2 separate regions of the Hordeum vulgare genome follow, and region 1 is linked to region 2. The links are chromatin contacts, called in public Hi-C maps. All regions are on one chromosome and are shown on one strand. Each heading gives the region's core, a stretch centred on a gene start, on an enhancer-like site or on the middle of the called end of the contact. The rest is flanking DNA. Distances are from core to core; before and after follow the strand shown.

The links. Hi-C and Micro-C count contacts between places; a contact is called where the count stands out from the background.
Region 1: a contact with region 2 is called in a Hi-C map of leaf, with 5 times the contacts expected there. The contact joins the promoter of LOC123397067 here to the promoter of LOC123452298 in region 2. A contact is called at or near these places in 4 of 6 Hi-C or Micro-C datasets (leaf and seedling) and 1 of 1 datasets of contacts at active chromatin or transcription factors (embryo).

The regions. Positions count from the first base shown.
Region 1 is chr5H:13,530,304-13,535,565 of MorexV3_pseudomolecules_assembly, forward strand. It overlaps LOC123397067 (protein MKS1-like), which reads right to left and starts at 2,846. Exons shown (of 1, transcript XM_045091759.1): 1 at 1,186-2,846. The coding sequence starts at 2,339. The coding sequence ends at 1,617.
Region 2 is chr5H:13,339,175-13,343,777 of MorexV3_pseudomolecules_assembly, forward strand. LOC123452298 (ubiquitin carboxyl-terminal hydrolase 8-like) reads right to left here and starts at 1,603. Exons shown (of 13, transcript XM_045128941.1): 1 at 1,320-1,603; 2 at 981-1,220. The coding sequence starts at 1,435.

The DNA of each region.
Region 1 (5,262 bases), core at 1,596-4,095, 190 kb after region 2:
ACACCTGAGCTCAAATGAGCTCGGGTGAACAGTAAATTCAAAACAAAATATAAAAATGTTCAAAAATTTCTGAATTTTTTTCTCGATAAAGTTTGACAAATATTCTAACTGCTCGCAAGATTTCATCATGAAATCACATTTATGGAAGTCGTGGTAAAAAAACAAAATCGAAACTCTCAAAGTGGTACTTTCGAAAGCAATTTGGTGTTTTTTTATCACGACTTCCACAAATGTAATTTCGTACTGAAATTTTGAGAGCACTTCCACAAAACATTTTAAAAATATTTTTGAATTTACTGTTCACCCGAGCTCATTTGAGCTCGGGTGTAGAAGAGCACTTTCCATAATACAGGGCTTTCAAAGCATAACCACCAAACTTAAATTAAGGGATAGAAAACAACATAAATTGTTGTTTTTATATTTCCCTAGGTTGAACTATGGACCTCCCTATAAGCAAAGTTTCTCAAGAATTATGAGCAGAACGAAGGACTCCATAAATTGTTGTTGGTGGTAATTTGCATGTGCCACTAAAAGAGAATATGCTGATTGGCTAGAATTGAAAGAAACCGTGGACACGTTAGCATAATCAAAGAGCATAAACCCAAATAGAAAGGGATATTCATGCCTCAGTATATGTTGAATATGCTAATAGAATGGAATTTATGCACTGCAATTAGTAATCCATCCGGTTACACAATCGTGAGAGAGAGAGAGAGAGCGATCGTAGCAACCATGCCCCGATGTCCGCCGCACAAGCATCAAACGAGGAGGCAACCCCAACCTTAAGACGGAGGCAGACATAAAGGAAAAAAGAAGTCACAAGTTCGATGGTCGCCGCCACGCCGACCAACCCTACTACTCCCTCCTTTTTAATTTATAAGGCTTGCACGTATCTTTAGATTAAGAAATAGACCAACGTAATACAACTTATATACCACAAAAAATATATCATTGAAAACTCCAAATCATCTACTTCTAATGGTATAATTTTTAGACTATAAAACTCAACTTTTGTTGGTTAAATTATAGATCTAGAAATACGCACAAGCCTTATAAACTGGAAATGAGGTAGTACTATCAAAATCTTACGGGCCAGACAGGGAGAAGACCGCAGCTCCTCGCTTCATCGTCCACCGCTGCGGAGACCCTTTTTTTATGGACACAACAATCATCTCTCTTCGTTGCTTCTTGTCAAAAAAAATTATACTCCGTATATATCTTCCGTTGCAATGCATATGTGCAAGTCTAAATGAAATAATACAGGGCTTTCAAAGCATAACCACCGAACTTAAAATAAATAAGGAATAAAAAAACAACATACCACCTCCTTCGTTTACAAGTAAGTAACACAATCAGAATTAATTGAAAGAAGCACCCACCAAGCATGGTTGGCTCCCCATAGTCAATGATCTTGAAACAAGTTTTGCACCACCATTCTACCTACTCAATCAGTTAGCAGCGGCAATCAGTTGACAATGTCAATCAATCAATCAATTAACAGGAGCAACGTCTATCTACTCAACTTAATGGAGTGCACCTACTCCCTGGTTCTCCGGCGGCCATCTAAACCCGGACGCAGGCAAAAAAAAATTCAAATCAAATTAAATCAGGTTAATTTACAGGTCCGGGAAGTCGCTGAAGAACCTCATCATCATCCCCGGCGAGGGCATGGTGGGCGTGGCAAGCAGCACGCCGCCGGGGCTCGACGCGGAGGCGGAGGCGAGGAACGGGCTCAGGTCGTTGAGCCAGGACAGGGAGCCGGTGTCGAAGGGCAGCGGCGAGAAGAGCCCGGGCGAGGCCGCCAGCGGCAGCGCCGACGGGACGGGCGAGAGGATGCCTGGCCGTCCGGGGCCGAGGACCTCCGCGAAGCCGTCTATGTCCAGCCAGGACCCGGAGTACGGCGCGGGGCCCGGCGGCAGCGGCCGGACGGACCTCTCGATGGCGGCGTACCTCGCTGCCGGCGAGAAAGGCGGCTGGAACTGCGGCGGCACCGGCACGGCAGAGGGATGGTCCTCGGCGGAGCACTGATGGGCCGGCGCGCCCGGGCCGGTGAGGCGCTGGACGAGCGCCAGGAACTCACCGGGCTGGGTGTGGATGACCTTGGGCGAGGCGTCGTAGATGATGACCGGCGCCCGCGGCTGGGCCTGCTGGTGGCGGTTGGCGGGGGCGGCTTGCAGTTGCCGGGCCCCGTGACCGTGAGGCAGCGGCACGACCGGCGGCTTCCTGATCTTGTGGGAGTCCTTGCTGACGGACAGCCGCGGGGGCCGCGGGCCCTGCAGCTGCAGCTGCCTGCTGCGCGGCGACTGCCGCTCCTCCTCCGACGACGGCGGCGCGTCCATGGATCGCTCGCGGTAGTAGGAGGAGGTGGAGGGAGGAGGAGAGTAGCCGACAGAATGGGGATGGAAGGAAGAAGACGAGCGTGCTTTGGTTTCTAGCTGGCTGTGGACGGACCCGGCCGAGAAATCAATGGGGCGAGGTGGTTGTTGACCTCAACAGGCAAGGAAAAGTCGTGGGTGCTTCCCAAAAGTTATACTCCTACTGCAAGGCCGGTGATAGCCGTCGGCTAACCGATGAAAGTACCGACCGATCACCTCCTACCGTACTGCGGTTAGGCTGTGCGATCTGATGTGTGGCCGCCCGATGACCCGATCTTCCCATGATTTGTCTGGGTCGGCTGCCATGGCACGACCACACTGCCATAGCAGCCCCTTTTATTCACTATCATCGCGGCGGGCTTGGGAGACGGCTTGCATCCAAGCCAGCCAGTAGCTTTGAAAGGTGTTGGCGTCCTTCCATATGGCATCACGACTAGTTCGACCAGACCAGCGGAAAAGAACTTGCTTCCGGCTGTCACTTGGAGTTCTGTGCCACAGACTGTCATGGTTTCAATACGTTAGAGCATGGTTAATAGTATAGCCCTGCTGGCTATAAACAGTCTTATAGCCCATCTTATAACTAGCTTGTACAATAGTTAGCTATAAAATAATACTTTCTTCGTCTCGGTGCATTAGGCATCTTACGAAAATCAAATAATCCCAAAACACTAAGGCACATTAGAGTAGTACTAGTTGCATGCATATTAATTAGACCACATCTATTAATTGAAGGACCAATGCATGTAATTTATGCGGTACACTTTTTGGATTTCAAGAGGTATTCTAATTAATAGCACATTTTCAGTTGAGAAAGGAACGATGTGATTGGCTTCCTCTACAATTTAATTTTCTTCTCCTACCCAATCTATGCGTGCCTAGGTTGCAGTGCACCTCCTAAAATGCCTAATGCACCGAGACGGAGAGAGTACTACTTTTATCATATATGACCCACCTTTCATTCTCACAAAGCACCTAAGAGCATGGTTAATAGTATAGCCAACTGCTGGCTATAAGCCATCTTATAGCACATTTTATAACTAGCTTGTACAATAGTGAGCTATAAAAGAGTACTACTTTTATCATATATGGCCCACCTTTCATTCTCACAAAGCACCTAGGAGCACGTGCTAGAGCTGGCTCTTCACGAAGAGCCCGCTTCCCTTCTCTCTCCTCTTCTCTCTCATCCAACTCAGCAAAAATATAGTATTTTAATTCTTACAGCCTCCTGAATGTACCTTATTGTACTTGCTCTAAGAGCATGTGCTAGAGCTGGCTCTTCACGAAGAGTCCGCTTCCCTTCTCTCTCCTCTTCTCTCTCATCCAACTCAGCAAAAATATAGTATTTTAATCCTTAGAGTCTGCTGACTGTACCTTATTGTACTTGCTCTTAGATGACCTGTGAAGCTTTTGTTGCTCCTACGTCACCAACAACAGGACATTGGATCCATATTTAGATCCATGTGTTAGAGTTAGAGTTGGTTAATATTGGACCAAACCAACCCTGAAACATCTAAACATGAGGGTTAGAGTTGGTTAGATGCATCTAACCAATTCAAAAGAACTAACCCATTCAAGAGGTGCTTATTTGGTGGTGTTCAGGAAAAGTTATTTTTTCCTGTACCTCCATGTTATGATCCGAGTAGATAATCACTCTCAATCACACATTCATACAGGTTCAGCCGGAGATACGGTTCAGCGCGAGAGAGAAGAAGGGGATTCAAGAGAGATAGAGTCGCCGCCGCTACAGTTCAATTCCTCTACACCCCCACGTAGGAGGGATCGACACCTACTTAACCTAATGGGCGGTGTCCCAGACTTGGCCCGCGAAGTGGCTATTCGGCTTCACCTTTCGACGAGGCCGTTCTGGCCCAAAGGTGGCGACGGCCGTTGGAGCGGAGCCACCAGCAGTAGGCGGGCCCAGAGAGGCAGGAGTCGTAACACTCCCTCCCCCTTGAGACACAGCTTGACTCCAAAATGGCGCCCGAGGAAAGTGACGGTGAAGTTCCTTGGTGTCCTCCAAGGTGGCGAAGTCTGGTGGCTGCTCGGCCCAACGCACCAGGATATGCGGAACATCTCGGTTGCCTCGTCGTGTCACGCGATGCTCCGGGATCTCCACCGGTTGCGCGCTCGCTGATGTTGCCGTCGGAAGCTGCTTCTAGGCTTGTTCTGTTGGGGGAAGAGTCTGGCGCAACTTGGACACATGGAAGACAGGGTGAATAGTGCTCGAAGCAGGGAGCTGGAGTTTGTAAGCCACGGCCCAATGCGTTGAATAATCTTGTAGGGTCCGAAGTAACGGAAAGCCAACTTCTGGTTGAGCCTTGTGGCAACGGAGCATTGCACATACGGTTGAAGCTTAATGAAAACCCAGTCATTGACAGCGAAAACCTGATCCGATCAGCGCTTGTCTGCTGAATCCTTCATGGTTTGACGAGCTCGAAGAAGATGCTCGTGAATCAGGGTTGTCATCTGCTCGCGGTCCCGTAGCCAGTCTGCTAAATCCGGGGATGCGCAGGCGACAGGATCGATGATGCTAAAGTGACGCGGCACATGCCCATAGAGAACTTCAAAGGGAGTAGAGCCCAATACAAAGTGGGGGAGGTATTGTACCAAAACTCAGCCACGGGTAACCAAGCATACCATTTGGTGGGGTAGGCATGGACAAAACATCGAAGAAATGTCTCGAGGCATTGGTTGACCCGCTCTGTTTGCCCATCCATTTGAGGGTGGCGCGTCGTGCTCATCCGCAACTTGGTGTGGGTCAGTCGGAACAGCTCCTTCCATAACAGGCTCGTGAATATTAGGCCACGGTCTGATATAATAGACTCTAACAGTCCATGCAGTTTGTAGATGTGTGCTACGCAGGCCTGTGCAACTTGGAAAACGGTGA
Region 2 (4,603 bases), core at 353-2,852:
AGTGGGTTACATCCAAGCTTCATCTAAAGACTAAAGACTCGAACAAATTTGGGTTTGTAACTTCGCATGAACTAATAAATGTCCTCTTGTTGCTATCAGCTATGGTAGACAAACTAGAGATGAAACGACAAGCCCTATAGTAGACTCTCCGGTAGAGCATCATGTTTTTCTTTCTCCTACAAAACTATTCTAGACATGCTGGAGACAGAGCATCAACAGTAGCAGCCTCAGCAGAGCCAGTATGACAAATTTCAATTACAACCTTCATGGAAAATTGACGCCAAAGAACTCTCCGGCTTGATTGCACATTGATTTAATAAAAAAGGAATACTATGTACAATTGAAATGATTGTAATTAATAATCCATCACTGACCGTTAGTAAGCGTGTCACTAATAAACCTTTCATGTAACGCAAATACGTCCGATTGCACACTTTATAGGCATGCTTATACAAAGCTAATATTCCTTATAGATATAAGGAGGAGAACAAACTACAGGGTGCACAAGAGGACACAACAATATCGACGAATTAATCCATCCGTCTAGGCGCATTCATTCTACCAGCAGGCAGCTCAGTGGCGTGCATGCAAGTGAGTAACGGACAGTTACCCTATATAGCCCACCTGAGAATACCGGTGCCATTTTAGAAACAATGGGCACAAGCTTGGTTCTCTAACTCCCTTCAGCCCCAACGGCAAGGGTGATTCCAATCCAGATTCTAAAACATGACTATTGACCGAACCACATATGCATTAATCGACGGCACAATGCGTATGATACCTAGAGCTTCACTGGGCACCAACCATCAGATTTGATTCAATCATCCAATACTAATACCATGCATCATCGCCTTTCGTGATTACCCGCGCATGGCATGATCAGAATCTAGGCATTACAAATGCATCTATATATCCATCCAATCCATGATCCGGTCCCGTCCCAACGAGCAAGTAGAGGAGGCAGAGCCGTTTGTGCTCACCAGGTGCGTGCCTTCCCGAAGAGGTCGGCCGCGACGAGCGCGTAGCTCCTGGCCCCGGCCTTGGCGGAGGCGTCGGGCTGGAGGAGGTCGTCGGCGCGGCGGAGGGTGAAGGCGGCGTTGTCGCTCATGAGCATGCTGATCACCCCGCGGATCCCGTAGGACGGAGGCCCCGACGGCGCCGCCGCGTAGGGCACCCCTTTCGCGTCGATCTCGGCGCCCTCCTGCGCCTCCCTCCACCACCTGCATTGCTCGTGCGGCGATGCCGTCAGAGACGCCGCCCGCGCAGGAGGCCCCGGATCGGGGGGGCTAGGGTTAGGGTTCGTCGGGGCGGGCGCTTACCGGTGCTGGACGAGGAAGACGCGGTCGTCGTCATCGGCGGGCGCGGCGGAGGCGGAGGCGGAGGCGGGGCCGGAGGTGGACGGGGCGTCGCCGGCGGCGAGCGGGGAGGAGGGCATTGGGGCGGGATCCGAGGGAGTTCGGCGGCGACGCGGGCGGCGGGGAGGAGGTCGATTTGGATTTGGATTTGGATTGAATCGAAGCGGAGGGGCGAGGAGGGAGGGGGGGGTGGAGAAGACGATGCCCCGAAGGAGAAGGCTGCTCTTTACGCGGACGACGATGAGTCACTTGGCCAGAGATCGAATCGGACCGCGCCGCGGCCGCAGCGAGTAGTAGCGCTTTCTAGAGCCGGACCCACCCGTCGGCCTCGTCTGCTGTCTTCCTTACCAGTTTTTTTTTTTGGCAAAAGCCTTTCGTACCGATTTTGCTATGTACATTATCTGGAATCTCGGTAATTTTATCGAAAAGGAATATTGTTTGTCGAGGGCCGAGGTGACCGGGGCGGGAACAGCGGAGGAGGAAGAGCATTGCTCGGCGGTAATGACACTCACGGTGGAGGTGGAAGAGCATTGCTCGACGGTAATGGCACTCGACACGGTTTAGATGTCGTGTCGACTAGCCGGCCACCTCCTTGCAAGGAAAACGGATACATATCTTGCACGTTAAACGTTTGCGTTTCCACATGATGTAGTGTGTCGTTTTGCTTTTACACTTTTTTATAATATGTTAGATGCGCTCGAGGTATTTTATGTATCAACAAAAAAAAAACAATCTTCATTAATGCCTTCTCGACAAAAAAAAATGTAGCTTTTGCGTGTCACTTTTGGTGTTGCTATGCCTGGTACTGAAAAAGATGTCACTACCGCACGACACTCGTGCTACCGTGTGAATGTCGTGGTGTAGTATACTTCCACGCGACGTCTGACGCGTGCTCACCCAAACGACGTAGCCATCCACTGTGACACATAGACAAAGTCGAACGGTAGCGGAGGAGGTCATGACTAAAATGGGAATAAGCACTAGGATTATGAACTTATAATCATGGAACCGCGGAACAGCTACATTACCAACGTTTAGTTAGCTCCATATTTTTCATGTGCCCAAAAAATGGACAGTGTGTATGTGGAAGCAACCAATGAGAATATTAGGCACGGCTACCCTTTTTTTCACAATGAAACTTAGAAGTTGGACACGATCATGGACTACTTTTCCTTGTGAAATCCGAGCTACGAAACGAAAGTGATCACGGATCACACGCTAGGGCGTACTGCCGCATCGGCCGTGAGATCTCTGATGCACTCGACATGGTTTAGACGGCGTAGGAGGAAGAGCATTGCTCGACGGTAATGGCACTCGACACGGTTTAGAAGACGTAGGAGGAAGAGCATTGTTCGGCGATGATCGGACTCCACACGGTTTAGATGGCGTAGGAGGAAGAACATTGCTTGGCGATAATGGCACTCGACACGGTTTAGATGTCGTGTCGACTAGCCGGCAACCACTTTGCAAGGAAAATGGATACATATCTTGCATGCTAAGTGTTTGCTTTTCCAGGCGATGTAGTGCGTCGCTTTGCTTTTACACTATCTTATAGTATGTTAGATCCGTTAAGGGATTGCATGTCTCGATTAAAAAAAAGCAACCTTCATTTATGCCTTCCCGACAGAAAAATGTAGCTTTTGCGTGTCACTTTTTGTGTTCCTATGCATGGGTCTGAAAAAGATGTCACTATCACACGACACTCGTGCTACCATGCGATTGTCGTCGTGCAGTATACTTCCACGCGAAGTCTAACGCATGCTCACCGTACCGTCGCAACCATCTACCATGACACATAGCCAAGTCGAACGGTAGCGGTGACGGTCACGACTAAATTGGAAATGTGCACTAGGGTTATAAATTTATAATCATGGAACCACGAAACAGCTACATTACCAACGTTTAGTTAGCTCCATATTTTCCATGTGCCCAAAAAACATGGGCAGTGCGTATGTGGAAGCAACCAATGAGAAGTCGGACACGACCGTGGACTATTTCCCCTCGTGAAATTCGAGTCGAGGAACGGACGTGAACACGGATCACACGCCAAGGCGCACGCACACTACTGCTGCATCGGCCGCGAGATCGCTGGTGCACGTCCGGCGATAGAAACGAGGCTCGAGCGAGGGCGCAGGGATCAGACCGGACCGGACCGGACGCCGTCGCCGGTCCATGTGGAGCGGGATCGCGGCATCCGCGGGCGGATATTCCTCCGAGCGCTTCGGGATCGCTCGGCGGCAGAAGCGAATCTACCGCGTGCGAGAACCGACGCGGGGAAGGGGACGGGACCGCGACGGGGGGAGGAGGGCGTGGCTTGCGGGGCGGGGATGCCGCCGTGGCGGGAGGTGATTGGGCGGGGGATGGCGCCGGCGCGGAAGACGTGGCGTCGCGTACCCGGACTGTCCAGCATCGGTCAATCCCGTGCGTTGCGTGCGTGTACGAGTTTATCCACGGGCGGAGAAGGTGGGGTCGCCACGTGGCGGTAAGAGGTTGGGCCGGAGCTGTCGCTCTTCACGTTCTCACCATCCCCGTAGCTTGCACGACCCATCCTATCCGCGCGTGTCCGCTTGAGGCAAAACGAACAAAACAGACGGCCCAGTGCGCGAGAAAACGGACGTTGATCCGTTTTGTGTCCGTTTTTGACTCATCCTTGACCCAACTTTGCGTCGATTTGGGATGAAACGGACAACGCGCGGATGGTAAGAAGAAGAAGGCCAAGGCGCCAAGGAAGCCGCGGGCGAAGTGCACGCCGGAGGAGATCGTCAAGTTAGACGCGGAATCAACGAAGAGGAGGAACCGGAGGGCGATCGTGAAGGACAACGCCGCCGCGCGCAAGTTCACCGCCGAACATGATGCGATGGAGGCCGCGCGACGCAAGATCGAGGTCGAGGAGAAGGAGGACATCGTCAACAAAGCGCACGCCCTCCTCATGCTTGGCATTTGTCGTCTGGTCGATTTCTCTGCAGCGGCCGTCAGCCCAGCGAGCACAGGCTCGTCGGTCGCCCGGTCTGTGCACTGCCAGTCGCCGACGTCGCGGACCACGGCTGTGTCGCCCGGCTTCCCCCCGCCAAGGCACAACGCCCACACCCGTTTCTCGGGGTCGCCAGACGTGAGCGTGATCGCGCCTTCCACCCCACGCCCTTCGGCCTGCATCGACCTCAACGTCGCACCTGGGTCCAGCAGCGGCGGTCGGGCGTCCGTCGAGATGCAAAGAAAGCAAGCACGGCCGCCGTTTACGGGCACCATGT